Linked DNA regions of Mus musculus: all the other regions are linked to region 1. Evidence: chromatin contacts called from public HiChIP or PLAC-seq, Micro-C and promoter capture Hi-C data. All regions are on one chromosome and are shown on one strand. Each heading gives the region's core, a stretch centred on a gene start, on an enhancer-like site or on the middle of the called end of the contact. The rest is flanking DNA. Distances are from core to core; before and after follow the strand shown. Region 1 holds the start of Tlk2 (tousled-like kinase 2 (Arabidopsis)). Region 2 holds the start of Taco1 (translational activator of mitochondrially encoded cytochrome c oxidase I). Region 3 holds the start of Dcaf7 (DDB1 and CUL4 associated factor 7). Region 4 overlaps Ace (angiotensin I converting enzyme (peptidyl-dipeptidase A) 1). Region 5 holds the start of Mapt (microtubule-associated protein tau). Region 6 holds the start of Cyb561 (cytochrome b-561). Region 7 holds the start of Kcnh6 (potassium voltage-gated channel, subfamily H (eag-related), member 6).

Region 1 (3,011 bases), core at 253-2,752:
CCCAAGTTATGGGAATGTGGGTGTTATTTTCTTGATCTCACTATAATCAAAGAACTGTCTTTGTTTTCCCACTGTGCAGACTTGAGGAGCCACAGTGCACTCCTTTTGTTCATCATTTTCATGCTTGAGACTGACTGCATTCTGGGGGCTCCTCCTTGCCCCCTTTCCCTACCCTTTGCTCCTGACTTGCTCTTCCCCTCTTCCCTTCAAAACGTTCATCTTTCCAAGCAGCCTGGGATCTGGAAGATGACTCCCAATTTGAGTTTTTCTACTTGAGTTCTGAAGGATGGAGAATGTACAAAAAGGAATTATCATCCTTTGCCCATTTGGCAGGTCTCTGTCCAGTCAATATGTGGAAAAATTAATAATAACAGAATTCTACTTTGGAGTACTTGCCAACGCCTGGAAAAGTTCAAGCCGGCTGTGTAAAAGCTTGAATGTTTCTCTTGTGATTCCCTTGTAGTCCTTCAGACACGTTCAGACATCTGGTCAAGGAAGCATCAGAAGAAAACAAAAAGCTGAGTCGTTACTTTGAAGTCCGTGTCTTGGCTCGTGAAACTAGGTGAAGAAAGTGACTTTTTCCCCCTTTGGCGCTGGGGTCAGAGGTGGAACCCTTTCCCATGCAGGAAAGCCCTCCTGTCGCAGGCGCTCACCCTCTCAGCAGACACTCTGAAGAGCAGGCCCCCAGCACCCCAGGAGGGCCATCTTGTCACCGGAGGTTAAGATGGAACCTCCCCCTAGGTGCTTTGAGAGAGTTCCCCGGGGGGCGGGTAGCGACCTCCGCTCTGGAGGGGGGCATGCTGGTGAGGGCTCGGCTGTGATCCCAGGACACCTTTGTCCCTGGAGACGCCAGGCCAGTCAGGTACGTGGAAGGCGAGAGCCGCCGGCCGGCTTTCCGTGCCTGTGGCGTGGCGTGGCGTGGCGTGGGGTCTGGGGACGTGGACCATGGCTGCGGGGGATGGCCGGCTGGCGGACATCGGGTGGGCACCGCGAACTCAGTGACACCCCTTGCCCCGCTCCCGGGCTCTCTCCTCGGATCCATCGCTGGGCAGAGCAACCTCTTTCCTCACCCCAAAAAATGTGTGTAGATGAGAGGCAGGGCGAGCGCGGCAGTCCCGCCGGGTCGCCGCTCCGACGCTGCTCCGCGGCCTGAGGCGCAGCCCAACCGTCGGCCTCCGACTCTGTCTCCACAAAGGCGGGCTCCCGAGGCTCCGGCCCCGGCCGCTTACCCGGCGCCCCCGAGCCGACCAACCACCCCTCACGTCGCAGGCGGGGCCGCAAGCGCCGCCAGCCGCCCGCCCTCAGCAGCCCTGTCAGGCGCGGCCTGTTCCGCCGGTGCGGGGTCCCCTGGTTAACCCCTGCCCGCCAGCGCGGCCGCTGATTGGAGGAGGCGGAGCTCCGGGGGCAGCAGCGACCCTCCCCCCAACACCTTTCCCGTCCCCTCCCCCACGGCCGGCACTACCTCCCCCCCACCCCAGGAACACCCCCCCCCCGTGCCTCCCAGCCGTGCAAATCTCGCGAGGAAACACGCGGTTTCACTAGTGTGTTTACACCGATCACTACTAATCCGGACCGAACCGATCCGGATTAAGGGGCCGGAGGCGGGTCCTGGGCACTAGCGGTTCCGACCCCCCCCCCATCCCGCCCTCCGCGCCGCACCCGAGTGGCCCCCAGCCGAGCGGGCCCCCACTTCTCGGCCCGACCCAGACCCTTCTGCGCCTCCCTTGGCCTTTGTCCGGCGCCAGGAGGCCGGCCCCGCGCCCCCCGGCGGCCGCCCGGGCCCGGGCCCGCGTCAGCCGCCTGGCTCCGTACGCGAGCTCGGGGATCTGCGGCCTCCGTGGCCCCCCTCCCCCGCCCGCCCTGTCGTGGAGCCCGGCGCCGCCGGCGGCTGCCCGGGCGGGGGGTTGCGGCGCTCAGGAGAGGCCCCGGCTCCGCCCCGGGCCTGCCCAGGGGGAGAGCGGAGCGGTCAGCAGCCGGGTCGGGTCGGGGCCCCTCCCGAGAGGAGAGTGGAGCGGCAGCGGCGGCAGGTGAGAAGCTCAGCCCCTGGACGTGGAAGGGCGCCGGGGCCTGGGGTATTAACCGTCCCGGGGGCCCCACTCCAGGGCCCGAGGAGGCTGCGACCCGGGCCGGCGTCGTGCCGCAGCTCCTGGGCGCCGAGGCGGGAGGTGCTCCCCGAGGGCTGCGGGGTCGCCGAGGGGCCGGGCCGAAGATGGACCAGGCCCAGGCCTGGGAGTGTGGCGGTCGGCCTGCCGGGAGAGGCGACTCCGGGGAGCTGGAGGCCTCGGCAGCCTACGGGGCGCCCCCGAGAGCTGTCCCTCGCTCCGTCCGTGACAGGTGGGCCCGGAGTTGGGGAAAGTTTGGAGCCGGCGAGGGGCGCCGGGACCAGGCCCCATCGGTCCTGCTTCCCGGCTTGGGGCCATTGGGAGGATCCCGGTCCAAAGCCCCTCTGGAAAGAGATGGGGTGGGTATTTTCTGATCATGAGTTGACATTAAATGGGGTAACTGCTAGGGCCTCATTTTCTGGGCCAGGCCTGGGGATGGAGGGTTGGGAAATGTTTCCAGAGACCTTGGGATTGGGGAGAGACTGCATTGTAACCTCTGCCTTTCCGACCTCGATTATTAGGGCAGGACAAGTAGTGAGCAAGGCCACCTACCTACTTAGGGAAAACTCGGTTTTCTTCTCAGTCTTTTTTTTTTTTTTTTAAGATGCCTTTCTACCATTCTAACAGTTTCCTAATTCCTTACTTGTGTGTGTGAGTGAAACTTGAATTCGTCACCTTTTCATTCCCCTTTGCTCCAGGCATTCAGTCCAGGAAGGGAAATGAAAGTTAGGACGGGTGTAGGGGATGTTACTGGAAATTATGGAGCTGTTAGATTGCAGAGAAGGTTTGATTCCTTTTTCAGTGAACTTTAATACAAATTTCTGCCAATCACTCCAGGAGTGCCTCCAGTAACTCTGGAATACTAGAATGTTTGAAGGGTTCCTATGTTATGATGCATGCTCTTTTTCT
Region 2 (3,262 bases), core at 245-2,744, 880 kb after region 1:
AAGTAGATTAATTTTGGACATATCCACTAAGAATATAAAATCTGGGGTCTGGAGAGATGGCTCAGTGGGTAGGAGCACTGACTGCTCTTCCAAAGGTCCTGAGTTCATATCCCAGCAACCACATGGTGGCTCACAACCATCAGTAATGAGATCTGATGCCTTCTGGTGTGTCTGAAGACAGCTACAGTGTACTTATGTATAATAATAAAATAAATCTTTTAAAAAATAATATAAAATCTGTGTCCGTGCCCTTCCCCTCATCCTGCTTATTCAAGGCCATTGTAGAAGGAAACAGAAAGTAAAGAACTTGCCCAAGGTTGCACTACTAAATGGCAGAAACACACTTTGAATTCATCCAGCCTAACTTTAGAGAGCAAGACTTCAAACTGCCTTCACACTGACCTGCTTTTTTAAATGTGTTACGCTCTTGAGACTTAATTCACCCCCCCCCTAGAGAGCTCTTAAAGAGTTTCAAGCAGCTGCTACATTATTTTTTCTTTATTTTTCCATAGTGTCCTTTTTCTCTTGTTTTCTCTGCCAAGAGAACCGATGGTGGAAGGGGCTGGAGAAATAGCTCAGCAGTTAAGGATATTGGTTGCCCTTCCAGAGGACCCAGGTTCAATTTCGATTCTCCATGTGACAGCTCACAACCATCAGTTCCAGGCTATCTTGATGTCAACCTTGGCGGCGGTTTCTTTATCTGTAAAATAAATATCTGAGAACACCAGGCACACATGTAGCGCACAGACATACATGCAGTCAAAACAACCATACACATATATTAAAAATACTTAAACTAATTTTAAAACAACAGATGGAAAACGAAGATAGCAGTTTGACTCAAAGGCTGGCCCGATCTTTTGTCCAGTATGGGTTGGCAAAACAGGCAATGCCATCCTTGTTTACAGAAATGAAATCTAAATCAGAAAGTTTTAAATGACTGGGCAAATCGCTTCTCGTCGGCTGGTGGGGTAGTGGCTTATTTTGTTTGGTTGTTTTTTTTTTTTTTTTTTGTCGTTGTTTGTTTTAATTAAAGTTTTTGCTTTTTTTTTTTTTTTGAGACAAAGTCCTAAGGTTTCCTTCGCCTCTTAAGTGCTGGAATCACAGACATGGCCTGCCACGCCCAGCATTTAGTACTTTTTTGTTTATTGCTTCCTTTTTTTAAACAGGCAACCTTGGCGGCGGTTTCTTTATCTGTAAAATGAACCGACTGAACTACATATTTCTTTTTCAACCAAACAATTCTTATTCTGGACTTGCTCAGTTAGGAAGGAAAGTCAGTCACCTGAATCTCTCCGGGAAGGTGATCTGTCGTTTCCAAGCAACCGGGAGCAAAGAAGGGTTGCGTCACTCCTGGCAGGGGCGGGGTTGGAACGAGTACCGCGAGGCAGCGGAACCAACTTTGCAGAATCCGGGAACGTCTTTTTGCGGCGGACCGGGCAAAGGAAGTGTACTGCACCATTTAGGGTCCCCGCGCCCGGCTCCTTCGCGGTCACTCAAGGCAGTGCAGCGTCAGGAAGAGCCGAACCTCTGAGTTTCTGGAGAGCTGTAGCAGCGGTCTGAACGTCCAGACCGGGTTGTTCCGGGGCCGGACTAGACGGGCTGATTTTAGCTGCTCATCTTTGCACCGCGCAGCCCCTTGTCGAAGCAGATGATGTCTTGGGCTGCCGCCAGCCTGAGAATGACCGCTGTCCCGTGCTTTCGTGTGCGATGCCTCGGGTTCCGCGTGGGTCCTTGGGGCGCCTCCCAGCATGCAAACCCCGGCTGTGGTGCAGCGCCACACAGGACGCTGCATGTCAGCGCGACGGCCTCGGCGGGACACAATAAGTGGTCTAAAGTCCGGCACATCAAGGGCCCCAAGGACATGGAAAGGAGTCGAATCTTCTCTAAACTCACTCTCAGTATCCGCCTGGCGGTTAAAGGTGAGAACCTGGTAGTCCTCACTGCTGGTCACTGAAGCTCTTTAGGTGCCTAAGGCTTCATTTAGGACCGTCCCCCCAACCCCCAGTTGTCATAATTGTCCTACTCATAACCCTCAAAGCACTTACTTACACTGGATATACCTGTTTTCCTTTTCAAAGACCTTCAGAGACCCGCCCTTAGATAAAAATGACTTCATCTAAGGGTATAGTTAGAAGGTACTTCATAGAAATACGCCTTAAGAAAGTGTGGCAGCGCGGCCGGCTTGCCCGATTTCCGCGAGTTGGTTCTGTCGGTGCCGGTCGCGGGTTCCCGTGTCGTTCCGGTCTTTTTCCGCTCCCGAACCTTTGTTTTATTTTGCCGGGCGAGGTGGCGCATGCCTTTAATCCCAGCACTCAGGAGGCAGAGGCAGGCGGATTTCTGAGTTCGAGGCCAGCCTGGTCTACAAAGTGAGTTCCAGGACAGCCAGGGCTACACAGAGAAACCCTGTCTCGAAAAACAAAAAACAAAAAACAAACAAACAAAAACAAAAAACAAAAAAAGAAAGTGTGGCAGAAGCCGGAGGCCTCGAACCAGACCAATAATTCATGGCAATGGACATTTGCAAGTGAAGCTGTTTGGACAAAAGAATATCCAGTGTGACACTCCACAACACCGCAGCTTCTGCTTCTACATCAGGGATGGGTTTGGTTTGGTTTTGTTTAGGGGAGGGAGACTGCAAGCGTGGAGAGGATGGATCTGGAGGGATGACAGGATCAGTGTGAGATTGGGGTGCATGATGCGAAATTCACAAAGAATCGATTTAAAAAGTTAAAGATATTTATCAAATAAAATGACTGGAAGAGGGAAAAGGAAAAAATAAAGCATAAAGAGTCAAGTCAGGGCTTGGAGAGATGGCTGGGCGGTTAAAAGCACTTGCTGCTCTTGCAGAGGACCTGGGTTTGTTTCCCAGCACCCATGTGACATCTAACAACTACCTTAAACTTCAGTTCCAAGGTACCCAATGTTCTCTTCTGGCCTCCTCAGGCACTGCATGCATCATGCATGCAAGCACATGAGCAGGTCTTGTAAGGAAGAAAGAGAAAGAAAGTGCCTTTCTTGAAGGGACTAACCATGCGCTCTGCAGCTGCTTCTACTACCACTGAAGGTTGGGACAGGCATGCTGAGACAAGCCATTTCTCGCTTCCTTTTCCCTCATCAGAGCTCCTAAGACATTTCCTTGGAAAGTCAGTTTTGGAACCATGCGTCGCTTCAGTGATTCTCACTTCGGTGTCAGGCTGGTAGAAGTAGAGGGGGGAAAATCCTATGAAAAGTGTGGACCTGGAGTTAGGAAGATGTGAAC
Region 3 (3,062 bases), core at 318-2,817, 860 kb after region 1:
TTTAATCCCAGCACTCAGGAGGCAGAGACAGGCGGATTTCTGAGTTCAAGGCCAGCCTGGTCTACAAAGTGAGTTCCAGGACAGCCAGGGCTATACAGAGAAACCCTGTCTCGAAAAAACAAAACAAAACAAAAAAGACCTGTTCCGTAAAATAGATAGATAGACCTCCGCTAAGATTGTACTACAAGACCATTATTAACCCACTGAAAAATCAGAAATGATGTAACCAATAGAAAACTATGGACCAAATTTCCTGATATGCACAGAAATAAAACGTTTCAATAAAATACACACCTAGGTATCCAGTTAATTTTCTTTTAACTTTTATTATTTTGAAACAGATTCTCAACTAGCCCAGGCTGCCTCTAATTGGCTCTGTAGCCCAGGATAAGAGTGACTTTCTGGTTCTCCTGACTCTACCTCCCAAGAGCTGGATTAGAGGTGTGTAACACCATGCCTAGGCTCTATGTAAAAATAAAAGTGCCCAGTAGACTTGTTCATACAGGTGGCCATTACTAAAAGATGGTTGATAAGTGTATACTATTGTCCCTCAAGGCTTCCAAGTGTTTGTATCCATTAAAAATTGTATTTTACAGACTGGAGAGGTAGGATAGCCCTATGGGCACTGGATGCTCTTGCAGCAGACCTGGGTTGGATTCCCATCTGTAACTAACTCCAGTTCCAGGGGATTGAATGCCTCTTCTGACCTCCGTGGGCAACTGTTCACATGTAGTACACTTACTTATACTCGGGCACATACAAATACACGTAAAATTAACGTGTTTTAAAGTACTGCCTAACAATTCAATACAACCCCTTTCAATATCGTTGAAAGAATTTACATTTATATTGGTGTACCTAGATCCAGGTTTTTCTGCATTTCAAACTCATGGCATATAAGCATTTAAAGTTGGATTACCATTTGGCTTCTGAACATCCCAGAGGAAGAAGGTAAGTGACTAATAGCCAGGTCATTTGCAAATCGATCCCAGAATTCAGGAGTCTCTTTAGTGTCTGTAGGAAAGCGCAGGAAAGCCTTAATCAATCTAGCCTGTCCCTGGACGTTTCTATCATGCCTGAAAGAGAACAGTTAAAAGGTGGGCATTGGAGCTGGAGAGAGTTCCCGTTTGGCAAAGACTGAGGGACCGCCGGACATAGGGAGATGTAATAAACGCAGGTGGTCCTCCATGAAGGTAGGTTTGACAGTTACTGTCAGTGGAGAGAGGTGATCAGAACAGCAGCAGCAGAGGAGAAATAGCAGGCTTTACTCTTGGCCTAGAATTTGGATCAGTAGAGGGGCACACTTGCCCCCATGCCACCCACGCCCCCATTCACCCGCACTGCGCCGTTATCCCCTTGACTGACATCTTGGGTAGCCAATGATCTTTGGGACTTCAAAAGAGCCCGCCTCCAGGAGCTGGGCGGGGCTAATGAGCAGAATGACAAACATTTTCACCAATAGTAAGGAGGGCGCGGGCGCTACAACTGTGTCGACCAATGAAAAGAAGGAACAGTTTGGAAAGGACGTACCCGGCAGCCAACGCTCGTCGCCGCTGCGGGGTCGCGTGGCTTCCGTTCCGAGAGGGCGGGCCGGCATCCCAAACGGAAGGTGGTAGCGCTGCCCGAGCTGGTTTGAAACTGGTGGTCGGGCCCGGCCGAGTGTGAGTGTGTGTAGCCGAGGACCCGCTGGAGGGCTAGGCCGTTCTTGACCGCCCCGGCCCCGCCTCCCCTCGGACCCGCGGACCCAAGCCCGGGTCCCCGCCTGTCTTGTGCCCCAGCCCGCTGCCTCTCTGGCCGGCTCTGCGGCCCAGCCGCCACCATGTCCCTGCACGGCAAACGGAAGGAGATCTACAAATATGAAGCGCCCTGGACTGTGTACGCCATGAACTGGAGCGTGCGGCCGGACAAGCGCTTTCGCCTGGCGCTGGGCAGCTTCGTGGAAGAGTACAACAACAAGGTGAGTTGTGCCGGGGCTCAGCGTGTAGCCGGCGGGGAACGCTCGAGGTGGGCGGCAGCCCCGGTCCCCACAACTCTCCTGCAAACTCGCCTTGACCACAACAAGGGGGTGGGTCCTCTGTGGTCCTGTCGCTGAGGTTGTCACACTCGTTGCCTCTTATTTAGTTTTGACAGCCGGGGGAAACCGAGGCACGGTGTTGTGACATGCCTGAGGCAGATAAGATTTTCGATGGTAGTAGCAGGTTTCAGATCGGAGTCACACCCCCAAAGCTATGTCCTCCGTCCCTCTCATTTCCCCCACTCCTGTCGCAGTGCTTCTGTTGCTAGGTGGGGGGCGGGAGAGAGGCAGTGGAGGAAGATGCGGCGCTTGGATTGGTGGTCGTGCATTCCTGGCCACGCGAGATTTCTGTTAGGGCTATTTATTGCAAGATCTTCCCCATCTCAGGTGTTTCTCATGGATACAGAGCCCTAATGCTAGGTTGTCATTGGTCATTGGTTTTGCTCCTTGATGTTCACCCTCCCCCAAACAGCCTATCCTTGGAAACCTTAGTCTGTGGCATTATCCCGCCATTATTTCTGAATAGAGAAAGATGACGTTTGACCTGTTCTTTTCGTGGTTCTTTACACATTCATTTGCAGCATTGCTGGACATCATCACTTCATCAAAACACTGGCAGAAGGAGAGAATTTTTATATGCAGGGTATAGGTTTGAAAGTATTGAGAAGAATTTTCTTTCCCTAATCTCTTACCTTCATTCTTTTGTTGTAATTTGAGTTAAAAAAAAAAAAATGAATGACAGTAATCAGAGATACTGAAAGCTTTGGCCAGTGGTATTTATAGCCAGTACTCTGCCTTACTCTTATGAACATCAGACTGGAGACAAATGACAAGATGGTGGGAGCAGTGGAAGAAGTAGGTGGTCTAGGATTTAGCTATAAGGCATTGAACAAACCAGATTTTATTATTTTTGACCCACAGTGATCTAGGAGAGGGCTTCTGTTTTATATGTGAAGGGTCAGGTGAAAACATTTGAGCATTTTAGGTTTGTTTATGGTATTTCGGGAGCACATGTGTTTCTCTGGGAAAGGGTCACCATTTTTTGGCA
Region 4 (3,206 bases), core at 139-2,638, 810 kb after region 1:
TCCTCCTTTGCTGTCCCCATCCACTCTGCCCCACCCCCACCCCCCAGGCCCAGCCCCCATTCTCTGGATACCCAGTGTCTAACACCGACTTCCCTGCCCAGTCTCTGTGAATACAATTAAAGGTCCTCCCCCACACCTGAGTCTGTGTCCCTTGTGGGAAGCCAGGGACAGGACCGGCTGCTTGCCTGTCTCCTGACAGTCCCAGCACGACCCTTTACTGGTTGTCTTCGCAGTCTTCCTCCAAGCAGGAAGCTAATCCCAATTCCTCTGGACCCCATCCCCCACAACCTTTCCCACCAGCCTTCCTAACAGCCCAGGTGAGGTGGCTCCTGTCTTGCAGACCCATGAACTTGCCAGGGAGGAGCCTAGGAAACAGAGGGGAAGGAAGCAGGTAGGCTGCCTCCTTTATGTGTGGATACACTATAGATGGCTCATCCTGTCCCATGTGACCTCTCTGTGGCTGGGTGTCTTGGAGGAAGGCTCTGGATGCCCTTCCCTGCTACAGGGTGAGGGCCCTGGAAGGGCGTGCCTCACTGAGCATGCTGAAGCGGCCAGTATATAAGTGGACAGCCTGGGTTCCCTGACGGAGCCACGTAGGCTCTGCCCACAGGAAAGAGCATTAATCCGTGACCACACAGTGGGTTCACTGCTACTGCCCACCTCCTCATCCCGGAACACATCCCCTCAGCCTCAGCCATCCTTTGGAAGGCCTATTTGGATTTTAGGGGGTGTCACTTGAAGTAACTTTTTATCTACATATTTATGTAGTAAATTTGGAAAATCTGAATAAAAAGCCCATGGTAGCAACATTAAGAAATATAAGCACTGTTGAAGTTTTGGTATCGTTCAGACTTTTTCTTTTATTTATTTATTTATATTTATTTATTTTTCTCTACACACGATATGAGGTACCACTATATTCTATGTATCTTCCCCCCTTTATCATAAATGCATCTATTTTTACAAAAAAATATTTGATTGCTAATCCTAGTTCTTGGCCAAATGGAAAATGGTCAGATTTCTAGGGCAGAATCTTGCCTTCCCGCTGGGTCTCACCTCTGTTAGGACCCTCACCCCAAATTGTCTCTATCTCTCTCTTTCTCTGTTTCTGTCTCTCACTTGCTCATTCTCTGTACGTGATGTACAGGGATATGGAGTTGAGGACTTTTAGATTTACAAGAGGGTGGAAGTTTACAATTCAGCAAGACAATGAAACTTATAAACACACCCTCTGGATTGTTCCAAGGCATATAACCACAGACTTTAGTTCCCCCACCCCCACCCCTTCCCTTTTGCAATTTGTTTGCAAGACAAAGGTCATTGTCCCATAACCTCCTTTTCTATTTTTATAAACTACAGTTTCAGGCTGCCTCTCAGGGCTGTGGGCAATGTGAGGTCACCAGCCTTCACCCAAAGGACCAAACTTCAGGCTGAGGGCAAAGGATTTCACAATGTGGTTACCGTGGCAAACTCTTATTCTCTCTCTCTCTCTCTCCCTCTCTCTCCCTCTCTCTCTCTCTCTCTCTCTCTCTCTCTCTCTCTCTCTCTCTCTCTCTGTGTGTGTGTGTGTGTGTGTGTGTGTGTGTGTGTGCGCGCGCGCTAGCGCCCTGTATAGAGGTCAGAGGACAACTTACAGAAGTCTGTTCTCTGCTCCTAGCATGGTTCCGTGGCTGGAACTCAGGCTGTCGGGTTTGCACACCAAGAGTTTACCCCACTGTGCCCTCTTGCCAGCCCTTATTTCAGTTGTTTGGGGCATGTGCACATGCAGGTACCCTGAAGCACTTCTGGAGGTCGGAGGACAGGCAGGAGTCTTCCTTATATTGTGTGGGACCTGGGGACCAAACTTGGGCTGCCCGGCTTGGCAACACCTTTACTCACCAAGTCATTTGCCAATCCTCCACTTTATTTTTTGAGACAAAGTTTCTCACAGAACCAGGAACTTGTCCATTCCACTAGACTACTAGCCCCAGGGATCCAACTGTCACGGCTGCTGTTAAGCCTGGATGTGCACAGCCATGCCCAGCTTTTACAAGGGTGCTGGGGATTTGAACCTAGGTCCTTGTGATTGTACCACAAGCACTTTTCCAATGGAGTTGTCATCTTAGTCTTCACCCCCCCCCCACTCCGTTTTTTGAAGCATTACAGTTGTTTTGGATTTAATGAGACAGAGGTGTTGCTATGTGATCCAGGCTGACCTCAGATCCTAGGGAATAGTAATATATATATATATATATATATATATATATATATATATATATATATATTATGTATATATATATACACACACATACATACATATATATTCAACATTCTCAAACACTACATTTGTTCATGCTTCATGCTTCTATGGGTGAAAAGGATGATGGAGTCTACCTGGAAGTTTGCAGAGAAAGAGAGAGTAGTGGTCCTCCTGCCTCAGTGTCCCCAGTACTGGAATTCCAGGTGTGAGAGACCACACCTGGCCACCTGACAGCGCACATTCTTCATGGCTAGTCCACGAGTTTTATTTGGTTTTAAATTGCATTTGATTACTGGGGGTGGCTCACCACAGCACACATGGGAGAGGTCTGAGGACAACGTCTTTCCTCAGTGCCATCTGCTCTGATCACTGTCTCTGTCACCGGGCACCGGCTCTTGAACCAGAGCATTTGGTTCAGTCCAGCTTCCGTTATTTTCCCTGTGTCTATAAGCAAGCCCCTCTGCTTGTCTCCATCTGAAGCTGGATGGTGATGGTGCACGCCTTTAATCCCAGCACTTTTGGGAGGCAGAGGCAGATGTAGTCAGTGAGAGGCAGAGGCAGGTGGATTTTTGAGTTCGAGGCCAGCCTGGTCTTCGAATTGAGTTCCAGGACAGCCAGGGCTACACAGAGAAACCCTGTCTCGAAAAAAAAAAAAAACAACAAAACAAAACAAAAACAAAACTAAACGTGAAAGTCCCCTTAAAGGCAGAGCCTGGGACGTCCTCTGCGGGGGCAGGTTACTGTAGCCACACCTGGCTTTAGATTTCCTTCTACTTGAGAAGATTCACTTTTATGAGCTGTGCCGTGTGTTATGGATGTAGCTCAGTCAGGCGAGTGGATGTGATCCCCAGCACAACAGAAACCAGAAGTAAAGGCATGTGCCTGCAGAACTAGGGAGATAGGAAGAGGAATTGGGAGTTCAAGATCACCCTCAGCTTCAGAGGTCCAAGCCAGCTTGGACTCCAGG
Region 5 (2,889 bases), core at 126-2,625, 950 kb before region 1:
CTCTTCTGAAGGTCCTGAGTTCAGATCCCAGCAACCACATGGTGGCTCACAACCATCCACCCCCCCAGCCCAGAAGTGTGTTTGTTTGTTTGTTTGTTGACTCACTTTCACCCTGTAATACAATTCAGGCTGGCTTGGATTCTGCTATATAGCCCAGGCTGATCTTGAACAAGTCTCAGCCTATCTGAATGCTGGGATTACAGATGTGAGCCAACACACCGAGCAGGTACAACGTTGGAGTTTTAGAAACAACTGCTGGGATAGCAGTGCACACCTTTAATCTCAGCACTCTAGAGGCAGAGGCAGGCAGGGGATCTCTGTGAGCTCCAAGCCAGCCAGGGCAACATAGTGAGAACCTGCCTTGAAAAATAAAGAAAAAACGGCATGCAAATGAAAGCTTCAAGACAAGTTTTCGCCTCTTTGGCAAGAAGTAGGTGCCTGTCTCTCTTCCTTGCATTTGAACAGGCTCCAGCTGTCCAAGAGAATTGAGCTTTGGGGAGGTAAGATATTAAGCTAAAGCCACAGCCCACGCCTACGTAGCTGGAAGGAGAACTAATGACCAATTTCAACCGGAAGCTTGACATCCAGCAGGTGGCCATCTCCAGCAGGCACCTTAAAAATTCAGCTCTCACGCTGTACAAAGGTGTTTCAATAAACGAGATAAAAATAACTCTGTGAAAATGCCTTGCAGTGTGTGTGGTAAGCATCATTAGAACTTACCTATTTAAAGATTTTTCTTCGCTAGGGTCACAGTCAAGATACCTAATGGGTTTGAATGCTCCTTGATTTAAAAACAATTGTTTTTCCACGAAAACGCTAAAGTGTATTACGGTCAAGTTAATCTGTTTCGAGAAGATTTGTCAAGGAAATCATTCACTTTGGCCATTAACAAAAACAGGTGGAAAGAAAGCAAGCGAACAGCTGGCCCTGGAAATAGAAAGTGCGCTCTATCTGGAGGGCCACATTTTAGGAGACTCGGGGAGCCTGTAGCACTTGGGGTTCACGGTGTACCGCCTGGAGAGCCAGCGAGGGTGAACTGAAAAGCGGACGATGACCGACACACCGCTCTGCCTGGACCCCGCGGGGACCGAGGGAGGGGACCCCTGGACTAGACAAAGGCTGCAGCCCCGGGAGGCCGGGTGCGCGTGCGCCACGGAATGCGCGTGCGCGCGGCGGTCAGCACCGCGGCCCGAGGCGTGGCGGGACCCGGGGAGGGAAGCGCGGAGAGGGGCGAGCCGAGCGGCGCGGAGAGAGGAGGGTTGAGGGGCGCTCGCGTGCGCCCCCTAGCGGTCGGAAGGGGAGGTGCCCGCCCAGGCCTCGCTGCCCGCCCCTCCCCTAGGGAGGTTCGCGCTCCCGTGGCTCGCGCCTGCGCTGCCCGCCGGCCTCCAGAACGCGCTTTCTCGGCCGCGCGCGCTCTCAGTCTCCGCCACCCACCAGCTCCAGCACCAGCAGCAGCGCCGCCGCCACCGCCCACCTTCTGCCGCCGCCGCCACAACCACCTTCTCCTCCGCTGTCCTCTTCTGTCCTCGCCTTCTGTCGATTATCAGGTAAGCGCCGCAGCTCTGAAATCCAGTCCCCTCTGGCCCTGTGCGCCGTCCTCCTGCCACCCCTCGCCCCAGAGATGGATTTAGGGAGCTGGGCATCAATCAGGCGCAACGGCGGGGGCCTCTCTGCGCCCTAGGCGCTGGGGAGCTGGGAAGGAACGCGTGCAAGAGATGCACGCACGCGAGCGAATGCGTGTATCTATGAGTGCTGGGGTCCCCACTATCGGCTCCGCGCAAATGAGGGGGGCTGTGCCCGCAGGGTGGGGCGCGGATGACGGTGACCTAGGGAAGGGGTTGTTCTGTAATCTGGATCTCAGCCTTTTGCCGCAATGGGCGTGGGTCTGTGAGTGTGCATGGGGGTCCAACGACGACCCCCGAAACAGAACCTGAAATCGGATTTCTCTGCTCCTGATTGCCATCAGCCCTAAGGAAGGTGTGGATCGGGTTCTAGAAAAGATGACTGCCTTCATGTCTCTCCACCTCCCTGACAGCGATTCTGACACGGCCTTCACTGGCCCTGATTTAAGGCGGTGGCCCGCCCCCTCCCCTTTTCCTCCTTCAGAAGCCGGCAGGGGACATTTGGGGGCTGGGAGGAATCCGGAGGATGGGGAGGGGTCCAGGCGCTGTCACGTTAGTCGCCCTTCCCCCTGCGCGCGCTTGGTACAGTGACAGGGGCAGCGCCGTGCCCGAGAGAAGGTAGTGCGCGGATCCCAATGTGGGAGCTCGAAGAGTCAGGGGTCACCTGGCCTCGCGGTGTCAGCGGGCTGGCTGGCAGCGGCTCCCCGCTCGAGGGCGCGCAGCGTTGCAGCCAGGCACAGACCCACGCGAGGGCTGCAGGTGCATTTCGGGGCGCGTTTCTTTCTCTGCGTTCTGCGCCGGGCTCCCGGCATGTGCGCTCCCTGCCGGAGGCGCGGGCTGGCGCGCAGGGCTCGCCCCTCACTGCGGCAGTGGGTGTGGACCTGGGTGGGCGAGGAGGGGGGAGTACGATGTGTCTCCTCCCGCTGCCACCCCTCTCCGTTTTTTCCCCCCTCTCTGAACGCGAGGTGCCATCTTTTTGCGGCGAGTCACGTCTCTATCGTAGCATGCCAAGAGCTGTGGCCAGGCTTTGGAGGACCCGGCTTGGACCCATGTTAAAGAACAGGGGGTGATGAACACGGAAGCCTTGGCGTTTTGCCTCTGCAGCGGTGCGCACCAGAGCGTTCACCTGAGGTCGTCTAGGGGAGCTCGCTGCTTTGTTCGTCGTGTGATTTAGGATCTGCGCTCCCAGCCCTGGTTTTTTGGGGGAGTGTGCGGGGGGAGGCGGGAAGCTTTCATTCGACGAGGATATTTGCCTACGCACTCGGAG
Region 6 (2,950 bases), core at 45-2,544, 760 kb after region 1:
CCTTTAATCCCAGCATTCAGATGTCTGTAAGTTCAAGAAACCTGGGCTCTGCCTACCCAGGGACAATGGCAGGGCAGGGCATCTGTGTGCAACTCTACTTCTGGTTCCAGGAGCTCCTCCTACAAGGGGTGGGGTTGGAGCAGTCCAGTATTTTCCTCCCAGATCCAAGTGCTGAGGAGCAATCAAGGTATCTAAGGGAGGTGAGAACACTTTGCTTTTTGTTTTGTTAAGAAGCGGACAGAACTCAGGTATCGGAGATGGGGCTTTTCTTAAAGAAAATTGCCAAGACAAAAAAAGGAAGGGCAACCAAAAGTGTCTGTGACTTGTGGTGCTGCAGCGCCTGTGGAAAGGTGGTAAGGGTAAGAAGAGAAGTGACCGGAAAGGGGGAGGTGGCCTGGCTACCACTCCAGGAGTCAGAGGCGGCAGCAGATCCCTCTCTCCGAGAAGTTCCGCCCCTGAGTCACTTCCAAGGCCAAAGCACGAAGCCAGGCGTTCTGCCAGGATAGGAACTAGTTATCCTGCCCGAGGACGGTGGGATGCGGAAGAAGAGAAAGAGGATCCACCAGGCCCGCACCTGAGCGCAGGGACCGGCCGCGGGGACAGTGGGAGCTCAGTCGTGGCGAATGCAGATTGGTCCACTCCCACCCACTTTGTTCTACAGTACAGCCGCAGGCCCCTGGACTTGAATTCAAGTCACCAGCAGTCCCCATTCTAACTCGGGCAGACGCGGCCCGCGCTCCCCCGGCTGCCTTGCCGGGTGCCAGCAGCACAACACCCGCGTCAGGGGACAAGCCGGGCAGCGCCGGGTCGGTGCGGGCAGGTGCGCGCGGAAGGGCGGCTCGAAGCCCTGCCTCACCTGGCCACAGTCCCCTCCGCCCCTCCGCGCGGAACTCGGCTCCCCACCTCCCCGTCGCCTACCTTGTCCCGCCGCCGCCAGGCCTGCGCGCGTCCACGCGCCGCGCCCCGGACGCTCGGCAGGTTCCACGAGCCTCGGCGCGACGGCGTCGCCATGGAGACGGGGCGGCGGCGGGGAAGCGGTAGCGCGCGCGAGGAGGCGACGGTCACCTGCGCCGGAAGTCCCGCCAGGCGCCGGCACTCGGTAGGGCACCTCGGCTACACCGACCCGCACTCAGGACCCGAACTCCAGCAGCTTCGGGACTGGCTCCGGACTGGCTCGGGACCGGCGTGCGGGGAAGGTTAGCGGCGCGGGTTCGGCGCCCGGGTTCCCGGTCTCTAGCTTCTCGCTCGCTACTCTCCACGCCCAAACCCAGGAGGCCGCTAGGTGTCAGGCCTGGCCTGGGCCCAAGCTCAGCTCCGGGAACCCAGGGTCACCTCTTCCAGCCCTCGTGGGCGGAGATGGCACTTTACACTTTACTGGAAGGCTGGGAATAACCCTGCCCTTCCGCATCTGCACACCAGCCACATTGACCACATAGACACTGTTGTTGATACAGTTTGCCTCCCATTTTTTCCACTCCAGGATACACACACACACACACACACACACACACACACACACACAGAGAGAGAGAGAGAGAGAGAGACAGAGACACCAATCTAAGGGTAAATTGTGTCCTTCCAACTTCTCATTTAAGTCCTAGACCTGGTGTATGCCAAGGTCTGTACTTAAGACTGTTGCCAAGACCAAGGCTGGGAGCTTAGCAGATCCTGGCCCGCTATCCAGGAAATGCTACGAATAGATAAGAGCCTAGCTCAGACTTCCTACAAGCTGGGAACAAAAGGTTCTTTCCTGTTGGATGCCTGGCCAGACTCACGGAGAGGAGGAGAGAAATGGGGTATTTTACCTTGTGAGGCAAAGCATGACTGTGAAGGCAGTCCCTGGAACACCTCAGCATGCTGGGAGCTGCCCACTGGTAGAAGCCAGAATTGGGGCGGGGGCTCCTTCTTAGAGGGTGGGTATGCTGTCTAGTGTACGGTTGAGAGAGAACCAAAAACCGGAATTACCTTATGGTAACTTTTCGTCTGGCAGAAGCTAATGGGCTTTTTAAGGTAAGCAACAGCTTCCTTGGTGGTGCAGGCAATAAATACATGCTTATAAACTAAACATGGCGCTGAGCCATTTCTCATTGTTTGCTGGGTATATTTGGGCTCCTGGGAGGAAAAGGAGGGACCGATTTTGGCAGGATGGAATCTTGTTTAAGTGTTGGTCTTAAAGTGCCTTCCAAGACCCGGGGAGGCTCCTGTTGGGAGAGTCCTTTGTTGGATCATCCCCTACCTCATTCCTTCAAGTCTCCAAGCTGACTGCTTCACAGTGCATTTCCTGACCGCCAGTGTGGCAGTATGGGAAAGACTAGAGTTATGACGACCACACATACACTCACACACACTCACGATGCAGGGAGGGGGTCTCTGAGCGAAAGGCCTTAAGGAGCAAAAAAAGGCACCGAGCAGAATAAATTTTGTCCTCATAACCAGGACGCCAGACCTAAGGCAGACCCACTCCCACCTGGCACATTCTTTCTCCCCAGGGCTACCCAGTGCAGAAAGCTGAGGGGAAAACCAGGATTCCTAGTTACATTTCTATCTTAGAAATTTAGCATGAATAGATCCTAAGCGTTTCTCAAATGTAACCAGGTCTTGTGTGTGTGTGTTTGTGTGTGTGTACGTGCACACGTGTACACACGTGCATCTGTGAGAGGTATTGACTTTTCTCTGTATAACCCTGGCTGTCCTGGAACACACTCTCTGTAGACCAGGCTGTCTTCAAATTCAGAGACCTGCCTGCCTCTGCCTCCTGGGTGCTGGAATTAAAGTTGTGTGCTACCACCACCCAGCCTGGTTTTACTTTGAAGGTAAGTTTTTAGTTTTTTGTTCATTTCACCAGGGAAGCCTAGTGTAGGTGTAGCTCCCAAGTGTTTCTGGAGTCCTTAGAGTCCAGAGGAATGTGAAAAGCGATACAAGAATCCACATGCCTGAGCCAAACAAATTT
Region 7 (3,187 bases), core at 222-2,721, 830 kb after region 1:
AGTTCTAAACAGTTTCTACTCCAGGATCAGATTCTACAGCACTATTGTTTGATACCTCTGAATTATCCCGTGGTGTATTTATTGCTATAATGCCGTTGTTTGTCCTCATTACTAGATGTTAGGTCCATAAGGCTCAACATGCGTCGGGATTACTCTTTGTAATGTGGAGACCAGAAAAATGCTTGAATGAATAAGCAAATGAATGAATGTCTTACTGCGTAAGCCCATGCTACTGACTGGATAGGAAATACTGTCCCCACTTCTCTTCCACAGCCAGCCTGCTCCCCACATTCAGGGACAGCCAAGACATCTCTGCCCCCCCAGGAAACCACACTTGGCAGCCCTCTCATCTCTCAACCACTGTGGCCAAGGTCCCCCACCAGGTATTGTGGCAAGGACACATCCCGCCCAGGACTCTAAGCCTCTCACCTGGACTTCAGTGGAAACCTCACTGAGCCTCCTTGGCCACCCCCTCCACCCCCCCATCCACTTTGTAAAGTTTATATTTCTGCCAGAATATTTGCTTCAAAGGCCTTCAAATTTCCTTCCGAACCTCAGACTTCTTAAAAACGTAGCTGTCCATCAATTAAATCTGGATGTTCAAACTAGCACTGGATGCTGCTTGTCATTTTTTTCTCCTGCATTTTCACCTCCTCCATTGGCCAGTTCAGCCCCTCTGCATTGACACCACCCTTGGGCCTTTTCCGAAGGTGCATGTTTCATTTTGAATGCTTGCTACTAAAATGTGGCTCAAAATTGGTCTTGGGACCCTCTGCAAAGTTCCAAGTCCACCAAGGTGCTTAATGAACTGTGGCCCTTCTTTTCTCCTCTCAGAAAACCCCCCTTTTTTTCAATAAACTTCACCCCACCCCAATTTGCTTTTTCTAAGTGTGTTCATTTTTAATCAGTACACAGACACTTTTACCAGTGGTCACTTGCTAATAGGTGGCGGCCATTTGTGGGCAAGGGGCCTAAGTGCCCCATTGCCACAGTCAGTCCCAGCGGTAAATCCCTGAAGACAGCCTTCAACAAAAAACTATCTGAAGCCCCTAACAACTTCTGCCCTCCTCTGCCTGGAAAACTACTTCAGTATCAAAAGGGGTCCAAAGAGATGCTGAGGTCTCTGTCTATTTGGACATGAGCAGAAGTTCTTCAGAGTATCCCAGGTTCAGGACCCCTGCCCCTCTCTCTAGGATTCAGAGCCCCTTATGGATCAGAATTTGCTCTTGTCCTGACCCCCAACCCCAACCCCAACCCCGTCTGCCTGTCACGTCCCTTGGCTTATTTCAGCACCACGACGCGGACAGCTCCCGGGCGCAAGCCTCGTGGAAGGAGGAGGAGCGCTGAGCCGTGGGAGCGGGAGGACTAGAGAGGGCGGGGAGGGCAGACGCTGGAGGACGGGCGGGGCCCGATAGCCCTCCCCGGGGGCGGCGCCCACCCCAGCCCGACGCTGCTGAGCCCCAGGACTGACGGAGACGCCAGAAGCCAGGGCACCGGTCACTCCCAGCAAGTGGTGTTACAGAAAGATGCCAGTCCGCAGGGGCCACGTTGCTCCCCAAAACACTTACTTGGACACCATCATCCGCAAGTTTGAGGGCCAGAGTAAGTGTGAGGTTTGGGGGTGTGGGGGACTCTCTGCAGTACGGGTTGGATGGCAGGAGCAGCCAAACTCTTCACTAACTTCTGATGGGGTAAAAGAAATGGCAGGGCTGGGGGCTGGGGGGGGGGGTAGATTCTGAATACAAAATCTTTCGTTTTGATGTCCCCAACACCTCCTCCATATGTGCTGTGTCTTGGGCATAATGCCACTCTTCTACCTGCTCACAGCAGTTTTCTTGGTGTTACAAACCCTGGCCTGCCCTCTCAGTCACTGCCCACTTACCCCTCCAGACCATTCATGCCTCTCCTAGAGGTTTGCCTGACTTCCTTCTTTTCACCCACAGAGCAGGTCTGACTCCCTGGTCACAGTCCTGCTTTCTGGTCTGGATCCCAACTATTATTCCAGGAGTTCTGGGGTCTTCCTCCCACTCTACTGACCCTAGCCCCCAAGCTTGGTTCCCACACCCCTACTTTTCTGCTCCCTGCCTCCTTCATGCCCCTCTGTGCTCCCAGAAGGAATGACCTTTCCCCAGGACTCTTGGTTCTTCCACCCTCCCTTGCTCTGTCCTCCACCTCCCTCATTCTGGCCCCTGCCTGCTCCTGTGTATAAATCCCCTCCTTGGCTGCCACCGGTCCCTGTAATCTTTCTCTCCCAACTACCCACTCCTGGCTGCCACGGTCTTCCTACCTTTTTCTTCCCACCCCAGGTCGTAAGTTCCTGATTGCCAATGCACAGATGGAGAACTGTGCCATCATCTACTGCAATGATGGCTTCTGCGAACTCTTCGGCTACTCCCGTGTGGAGGTGATGCAGCGACCCTGTACCTGTGACTTCCTCACTGGCCCGAACACTCCGAGCAGTGCTGTGTCCCGCCTGGCGCAGGCCCTGCTTGGGGCTGAAGAGTGCAAGGTGGACATCCTCTACTATCGCAAGGATGGTGAGACTCAGTTGGGCCAAGGGTCCTGTAGGCTACCTTTCTTGTCTATCATGGAGTGCCCTGGGGGAAGGGTCTGACCTAAGAGCCAAAGAGCCTGGACCACTTCTATCCCCACTCTGGGCCTTGGTTTCCTTAGTATTAGAGAGAAGCAATGAGAATTGCATGTTATGTCTTCTAAGGGACTTGAGATTGGGCTGAGCCAGCTATTGGTACTGGTATAGAACAGCCTCTTGCTCCACTTTCCCTCCCCCACCTCCCAGCTACCTACTCTGTCACTGCCAGCCCCAGCTGTCAAGGATGGAAATTAACCTTCCCTCATCTGCTCTGGGGATTAAGGGAGGAGTCAGCCCCCCAAGGTCTCTCTGGCTAGGCAGTGCATGGGGGCTGCTGGCTGAAAGGAAGAGTGAATCTGGCTCACTTAGGTCCAGTGGTTTGGGAAGGTAGCCTTGGGTTTGCTGTCACCAGGTGGCTTACCTAGATGGACTTTGTGTTTTTAAGTTCTGCCCGAGCCCTTGGAAAGCACAACAGAAACATAAGCTAAGGGCTGGGGGCCAAAAGCTCAGCATCCTTCAAGTCTCCCTCAGTGGATGAGGGTGTGGAACTATAGTCAGAAACCGAGTCTCTTGGAAATCACCAGCATCTCCCCCAAA

Evidence for each region. Promoter capture Hi-C pulls out the DNA fragments that hold promoters and counts their contacts. A called contact is a pair of places that touch in the nucleus more often than the background predicts. HiChIP or PLAC-seq counts read pairs in DNA pulled down with a chosen protein or histone mark.
Region 2: a contact with region 1 is called in a promoter capture Hi-C map of neural stem cells. The contact joins the promoter of Taco1 here to the promoter of Tlk2 in region 1. A contact is called at or near these places in 7 of 39 promoter capture datasets (3T3-L1-derived adipocytes, cranial neural crest, embryonic stem cells and 4 more), 5 of 115 datasets of contacts at active chromatin or transcription factors (embryonic hindbrain, embryonic stem cells and epiblast stem cells) and 2 of 9 other capture datasets (embryonic stem cells and liver).
Region 3: a Micro-C map of embryonic stem cells shows a contact between it and region 1, with 2.4 times the contacts expected there. The contact joins the promoter of Dcaf7 here to the promoter of Tlk2 in region 1. A contact is called at or near these places in 7 of 39 promoter capture datasets (3T3-L1-derived adipocytes, the C10 cell line, cranial neural crest and 3 more), 2 of 484 Hi-C or Micro-C datasets (both in embryonic stem cells), 14 of 115 datasets of contacts at active chromatin or transcription factors (astrocytes, craniofacial prominence, embryonic forebrain and 8 more) and 1 of 9 other capture datasets (adipose tissue).
Region 4: an H3K4me3 HiChIP or PLAC-seq map of bone marrow-derived macrophages shows a contact between it and region 1, with 6 times the contacts expected there. The contact joins the enhancer-like site here to the promoter of Tlk2 in region 1. A contact is called at or near these places in 3 of 39 promoter capture datasets (embryonic stem cells, hippocampal neurons and second pharyngeal arch cranial neural crest), 3 of 115 datasets of contacts at active chromatin or transcription factors (bone marrow-derived macrophages, embryonic forebrain and embryonic limb bud) and 1 of 9 other capture datasets (embryonic stem cells).
Region 5: a contact with region 1 is called in a Micro-C map of embryonic stem cells, with 4 times the contacts expected there. The contact joins the promoter of Mapt here to the promoter of Tlk2 in region 1. A contact is called at or near these places in 1 of 39 promoter capture datasets (liver), 1 of 484 Hi-C or Micro-C datasets (embryonic stem cells) and 3 of 115 datasets of contacts at active chromatin or transcription factors (astrocytes, embryonic stem cells and large pre-B cells).
Region 6: a contact with region 1 is called in a FOXA1 HiChIP or PLAC-seq map of pancreatic cancer cells. The contact joins the promoter of Cyb561 here to the promoter of Tlk2 in region 1. A contact is called at or near these places in 7 of 39 promoter capture datasets (the SN4741 cell line, embryonic stem cells, hippocampal neurons and 2 more), 2 of 484 Hi-C or Micro-C datasets (both in embryonic stem cells), 14 of 115 datasets of contacts at active chromatin or transcription factors (bone marrow-derived dendritic cells, embryonic brain, embryonic limb bud and 6 more) and 4 of 9 other capture datasets (adipose tissue, embryonic stem cells, macrophages and 1 more).
Region 7: a contact with region 1 is called in an H3K27ac HiChIP or PLAC-seq map of extraembryonic endoderm stem cells, with 4 times the contacts expected there. The contact joins the promoter of Kcnh6 here to the promoter of Tlk2 in region 1. A contact is called at or near these places in 2 of 39 promoter capture datasets (the 3T3-L1 cell line and embryonic stem cells), 7 of 115 datasets of contacts at active chromatin or transcription factors (bone marrow-derived macrophages, embryonic forebrain, embryonic midbrain and 4 more) and 1 of 9 other capture datasets (embryonic stem cells).

The regions. Positions count from the first base shown.
Region 1 is chr11:105,180,025-105,183,035 of GRCm38.p6, forward strand. Tlk2 (tousled-like kinase 2 (Arabidopsis)) reads left to right here and starts at 1,503. Exons shown (of 22, transcript NM_001112705.2): 1 at 1,503-2,027. 1700052K11Rik (RIKEN cDNA 1700052K11 gene) reads right to left here and starts at 1,409. Exons shown (of 1, transcript NR_027956.1): 1 at 1-1,409.
Region 2 is chr11:106,064,597-106,067,858 of GRCm38.p6, forward strand. Taco1 (translational activator of mitochondrially encoded cytochrome c oxidase I) reads left to right here and starts at 1,495. Exons shown (of 5, transcript NM_027346.2): 1 at 1,495-1,922. The coding sequence starts at 1,652. Taco1os (a long non-coding RNA gene) reads right to left here and starts at 1,445. Exons shown (of 3, transcript XR_003949781.1): 1 at 1,286-1,445; 2 at 1-700.
Region 3 is chr11:106,035,305-106,038,366 of GRCm38.p6, forward strand. Dcaf7 (DDB1 and CUL4 associated factor 7) reads left to right here and starts at 1,568. Exons shown (of 7, transcript NM_027946.3): 1 at 1,568-1,957. The coding sequence starts at 1,820. It overlaps Kcnh6 (potassium voltage-gated channel, subfamily H (eag-related), member 6), which reads left to right. Exons shown (of 13, transcript NM_001037712.2): 13 at 1-290.
Region 4 is chr11:105,989,128-105,992,333 of GRCm38.p6, forward strand. Ace (angiotensin I converting enzyme (peptidyl-dipeptidase A) 1) reads left to right here. Exons shown (of 25, transcript NM_207624.6): 25 at 1-837. Among named protein-coding and RNA genes, the nearest start is that of Ace3, 3.9 kb to the right of the region's middle. Within about 2 kb of position 1,389, at least 14 of the 459 cell types and tissues checked have an H3K27ac peak or open chromatin away from gene starts, as enhancers often do. A contact at or near this core is called in bone marrow-derived macrophages, where this site is marked.
Region 5 is chr11:104,230,061-104,232,949 of GRCm38.p6, forward strand. Mapt (microtubule-associated protein tau) reads left to right here and starts at 1,376. Exons shown (of 12, transcript NM_001038609.2): 1 at 1,376-1,547.
Region 6 is chr11:105,943,193-105,946,142 of GRCm38.p6, forward strand. It overlaps Cyb561 (cytochrome b-561), which reads right to left and starts at 1,295. Exons shown (of 6, transcript NM_007805.5): 1 at 919-1,295.
Region 7 is chr11:106,006,677-106,009,863 of GRCm38.p6, forward strand. It overlaps Kcnh6 (potassium voltage-gated channel, subfamily H (eag-related), member 6), which reads left to right and starts at 1,472. Exons shown (of 13, transcript NM_001037712.2): 1 at 1,472-1,602; 2 at 2,307-2,537. The coding sequence starts at 1,527. Ace3 (angiotensin I converting enzyme (peptidyl-dipeptidase A) 3) reads left to right here. Exons shown (of 15, transcript NM_001101453.3): 15 at 274-874. All of the region lies in intron 2 of Gm35971 (a long non-coding RNA gene), which reads right to left.